Linked DNA regions of Pan troglodytes: region 2 is linked to region 1. Evidence: chromatin contacts called from public Hi-C data. All regions are on one chromosome and are shown on one strand. The core of a region is the stretch at or near the end of the contact, and the rest is flanking DNA. Distances in the headings are between cores, read along the strand shown. Region 1 holds the start of EPHB1 (EPH receptor B1). Region 2 overlaps EPHB1 (EPH receptor B1).

Region 1 (2,598 bases), core at 54-2,553:
CGCAGAGGTGGGGGGTGTGGGGAACTGAAAAGCCCAGAAAGGAGAGTCATCCCAAAGGGAAATATCGCATCTGCCCACTGTTAGCTCATTAACAGACCAGGGGAAAGGATTGGTGCCTCCAAGGTGAGAGGCGTAGGAGGAGGGGTGGGGAACCTAACGGGTCATCCCTGACCCTGTAGGACCAGACTATCATCAGGTATGTAGGGGGGGCGGGAGAGGAGGGAAGGACACATCTCCAGCATAACATATAACAGCCTCAAGGTGAGTTTCTGATTTAGAACCCTTGACCATCTCCAGAAACAGGAAGATAAAGTGTAGCTGTGAGAGCTGAGCCTGGGAGAATTGCTCCTATCTCCAAGGCTGCATCCCCAGTTGCTGCCTAAGTCCTTCCCACCCACACTGAAGGCCTGGCCCACAGCAACAGTGCACCTCGCCTTGCACCGGCCTGGGAGAGCCCTCTTGCAGGCTCTTCTGTTTTATAGCTGACTGTGTGACTCCTGGTCTCCCCACGCTGAGCTGTCCTCTGGGGTCAGGGCCCTCTGTGGAAGTTCACAATGCACTGGGAAGTGAACACTAAAGGCAACCAGAGGCTTCTGCAGAAAAAGAGCTGGGAAACGTTGGACAGGAAGCAAGTCCGGTTCCCTGTGGACCCTGGAGCAAGTGCCCACAGGTTATCTGAACAGTATTCATTCTTTCGACGGACATGTACTATGCCTCCCACAGGCCAGGCACTGTTCTGTGAACTGTGGATTCTGTAGTGAACAAAATAGGCAAGAATCCGAAAATGGTGACCCCATTTTAATAAGGGGGAGACCCCACGATAAACAAAATCGATTAGTAAATACCAACCCATGCTAGAGAGTGAAGAGCTCTGGAGGAGAGGCACGGGTGCGCCCCTGGAGTTGCTCTAAACAGGGTAGGCAGGGTGCTCTTGTCACAGAGAAGATGAACGAAGGCTCATTTGATCATTTAAAGCGGATCCAGTCCTGGGTGGGATGTAAGGGCACGAGGCCTCCCCAGCTCCTTCGCTGGGCCCCCTATGTGGGGACAGGGTGAGTTGGGCGGGCCGCTGCGGTTCTCCGAGAGCACCACGAGGGGGAGCCCGGACCCCTCCTAGCGCCTTCCGAGCCCTCCCGCACAGCCTTGCAAGCAAAAGTTTTTCTTAAACTAACAATGCCAGTGTAAGGAGGTGCTCGCGCCTGATTGGCCGGGGGAATTTTGCAGGTTTGATTCCTTGATTGGACAGGAGGTGTTAGGGGTGGGGAGAGAGCTGATGGTGGGGGATCCCGCTCCCTCCCGCGTCAGTCTGGCCGGCTCCGTCCTCCCGTAGGCTCCGCTGTAGCTAGCAATGTGACACCAGGACGCACTCGCTCTCGCGCGCTCTCCCAGGCTCGTTCTCCCTCGCCCTCTCTCTCTCACACACGCACGCACACACCCACCTCTCCCATAAACACACACACACACATGCACACCCACACCCACGCGCGCCCGCACCGCCCCACGCGCACACACTCCTGCCCACGCCCACGCAGCGCTCCGGGAAGTCCGGTCCGGGCGAGAGCGCGAAAGGATACCGAGAAGCCACCCGCGGAGAGCGCAGCGGCGCCCTGGGACGCGGCGCTCTCCCGGCGCTGCTGCCTCGGCTTGGTCTCGGCCTGGGGGCCGCCGGCCGGCGATGGCCCTGGATTATCTGCTACTGCTCCTCCTGGCATCCGCAGTGGCTGCGATGGAAGGTAACGTACCCTCCACGGAGCAAGTTGGCTGCTGGTGCCGGCCGCCTCGGGACTGCTGTGCTCCGCGGTTCGCGGGGTTCCTCTGGCTGCTTTGCGGTGCAGGCATCCCGGGACCCGAGGGCGAGGAGGTTTGGGAGCCTCGGCCGCTGCCGAGCGCGGGGCTTGGGCGGCACCCACCAGAGCGCCCCCGGCTGGCTCTTAGCGCCCGAAACTGGCTCGCGAGTCCCCCGGCTTCCTCGCCCCGGCACTCCCTAGTAGCCTCGGTCTCCCGCAGCCCCCGCTCGGAGAGCTCGGAGCCCGCTGCATTGCGGTGCATGCTCCTTAGCTCTGGGGCAGAGCCAGAGCTGGGCGTTGGGGAGAAAGGGGTGCCTCTGGCCATCCGGCTCCTGGAGTACTGGCGCCCGTCTGCTCCCAGGCACGGATACGCTTCTGAGCAGCCGCGCGCCACCTCCTTTTCCCCAGCTCGCAGTCCACGGGCTAGTGGACTCTGCTTGGCGTGCAAGCACTGCGCGCGGGGGCCGGAGAAGCTCTGCCGTGGTATCCCGCAAGTGGCCGCCGAAGGAGAGGGGTGGAGTTCATTGGCCGTACCCTTGGGGACCAGTCTGGTGGTCCGGGCGCCTGTGGGACTGCACGTTTCCAGGGTCAGTCGGGGAGAGGTGGAAACCCTTTTCGCCTCTTGAGCCTTGGAACAGGAGTGGGCTGGGGTGAGTGGTCGGTCCTACCTAAAGTCTCCCAGCCTCTCCACCACCCCGGAGAGGATACTCGGCGGCCGGGAGTCGTCGGGCAGCGTCACTCTCTGCCAGCTCAGACTTGGCGGTGCCTCCGGCTTGGTGGCTGGGAAAGCGCGCTCCAAAGACACCGTGCC
Region 2 (2,598 bases), core at 68-2,567, 440 kb after region 1:
CAGGACCCAGGCTTCAGGGACTAAACAAGGAGAGAACACACCTGCACCATTATTTTTTATTTTTATTAACAAGATCTAAATTAGGGTAATTTAATTTAAATTTTTAAAATAATTTTGGCTTTTACTTTAGATACATGAGGTACATGTGTAGGATTGTTACATGGGTGTATTGGACCCAAGTAGTGAGCATAGAACCCAATAAGTAGTTTTTCAACCCATGCCTCCCTCCCTCCCTCTCACCTCTAGTAGTCTGCGGTGTCTGTTGTTCCCATATTTATGTCTATGTGTGCTCCATGTTTAGCTCCCATTTATAAGTGAGAACGTGTGATATTTGGTTTTCCGCTCCTGCACTAATTCATTTAGGATTCTGGCCTCCAGCTCCATTCATGTTACCACAAAGGACATCATTTCTTTCTTTTCTGTGGCTGCATAGTATTCCATGGTGTACATGTACCACATTTTCTTTATTCAACCCACCATTGATGAGCACCTAATGTTGATTCCATGTCTTTGCTGTCATGAATAGTGAGGCGATGAACATAGGATCTGCACCACTAAAGACCTGACTACCACTGCGGGATTCCCTGGACAGTGTCCTCCTCAGGGCTGAAGGGATGCTGTTTCTTTGCCCTTTATTGTCCCTGGCCTGGCTCAGAGAGGGGCCTGAATGTCAAATGAATGAAGGCAGCTAGTTAATTATTTAGCCCTTGTCTCTCCATCCTTTCTTTTTAATTGTAAACTCAAGAAGCACTGGATAATAAAAAGAAATAATAATGCCTGTATCCTGGCCATCAGAGGCTGTTTTGGGTGTGGATAGTAAAAGAGAGCTGTTTGCCCAGTCAGTATAGTACAGAAAAATGACGTCTGTTTGGTTGAAGATTTTTTTTCCAGTTGGGAAATGTCACCAAGTGGCCTTTCTGTTCTTCACACATGAAATACACACTATCATCCACATATTTTTAGTTAATTTATGTCCAAATAAGCCTTTCTGTAGCTGCTGGAAAATTATGTTTGGGCTGCAATTACCTTTTGCAGCATTGCACAGAAGGGTTTCAGCGCTCACAAAGCTCAGGGGAGAGGCAGCAAGGACCCCACCCAATTGTAAATCTTTCCATTTGTAGTTATTCAAATCACATATTTTATTACTAGTACGAAATACATTCTGCCATTCATTTTGGAGGAGCAGCTAATGCTTCAAGAAAAGCTTTGAAAAACATTCTATTTAGAAACAATTTTGTCGGCAGCTAATGCTGTGTGTCTTTTTGGGTTGTCTTTTCTCCCAGCCCTCTTCTCTGTTATGTGTGCCATTTGCATGACAAACGAGACCATCCTCTCCAAAAGCTCACCTGTTCCTGCAGCCTGCTTCCCACCTCAAGTTTTCATTCTCTGTATGTTGCATCATAATCCTTAGCACGGTAATAAATTACAGTGTCACCATCAAGATTGTGGCTTCTGGAAAGAAATAAGCAGCAGGGCCAGATGAACTCTTTCAGAAGATGAGAGACTGTTTTCATGCAAATTCCTGGCATCCTGGGGAACTGGGAACAGCCTCTTTATTATATAGACTCAGTTGCAATTCAGCAGCCAGAAGCCATTTCCACTAGCTGTTAGAAGCTGGTGACACTCAGAGCAAGATAACCTTTTAGGCAAAAACTTCTTTTCCTTCTTAGTTGTTATGAGTCTTATCTGGAAAAATATCACTTTACTCATTAGATTGAGGAAAATGGGTCAGTGTACCTTCAGAGTGCTTTTAAGTTGAGACATTTATTCTAAAATACCTTTCTAATTTGACACAGAAACACTTGCAGCTCACTTTAGAGCAGTGCAGTAGACAGTGACTGTGGAACAGGAGCAGGGGTGCGCCACATGGATGCCCCCTGAGGGCAGGACCATCTGTGTGTGAACTTGTCTACAATGGATTGCACAGACCCTCACTCGCAAGCAGGTGCTGTACCCAGGCTGATCAACCACACAGTCAGGAGGGTCACTGCTCGAAGGCAGAGTGTCCAACCTGCCAACTCCAGGGTGACTCTTGACATACAATGTAAACTTTATCTCAATTTGCCCTCCATTTCCTTTGGGGCACAGATATACTTGACAGAAACATTAATGAGGCCAATTTGCTGCTTTTTTCCTTTTTCATCATTTTAAGATCTTTTGAGGCTTAGTACAATGTTGAAAAATATTTGCTGTATTAGTCTGTTCTCATGCTGCTAATGAAGACATACTCAAGACTGGGTAATTTATAAAGAAAGAGGTTTAATTGACTCACAGTTCAGCATGGCTGGGGAGGCTTCAGGAAACTTACAATCATGGTGGAAGGGGAAGCAAACATGTCTTTCTTCACATGGTGGCAGCAAGAAGTGCCAAGCAAAAGGGGGGAAAACTCCTTATAAAATAATCAGATCTGGTGAGAACTCACTCACTAGTACAGTAGAACAGAAGGGTAACTGCCTCCATGATTAAATTACCTCCCACTGGGTCTCTATTACAACACACAGGGATCATGGGAACTACAATTCAAGGTGAGATTTGGGTGGGGAGATAGCCAACTAATACCATTCCACTTCTGACTCCTCCCAAATCTCATGTCCTCAC

The links. A called contact is a pair of places that touch in the nucleus more often than the background predicts.
Region 2: a contact with region 1 is called in a Hi-C map of induced pluripotent stem cells, with 4 times the contacts expected there. The contact joins the enhancer-like site here to the promoter of EPHB1 in region 1. A contact is called at or near these places in 3 of 7 Hi-C or Micro-C datasets (induced pluripotent stem cells and stem cell-derived neural progenitor cells) and 1 of 1 datasets of contacts at active chromatin or transcription factors (stem cell-derived excitatory neurons).

What each region holds. Positions count from the first base shown.
Region 1 is chr2:138,035,228-138,037,825 of NHGRI_mPanTro3-v2.0_pri, forward strand. It overlaps EPHB1 (EPH receptor B1), which reads left to right and starts at 1,304. Exons shown (of 16, transcript XM_001151617.7): 1 at 1,304-1,733. The coding sequence starts at 1,676.
Region 2 is chr2:138,473,659-138,476,256 of NHGRI_mPanTro3-v2.0_pri, forward strand. All of the region lies in intron 12 of EPHB1 (EPH receptor B1), which reads left to right. Among named protein-coding and RNA genes, the nearest start is that of EPHB1, 440 kb to the left of the region's middle. Within about 2 kb of position 1,318, at least 1 of the 24 cell types and tissues checked has an H3K27ac peak or open chromatin away from gene starts, as enhancers often do. A contact at or near this core is called in induced pluripotent stem cells, where this site is marked.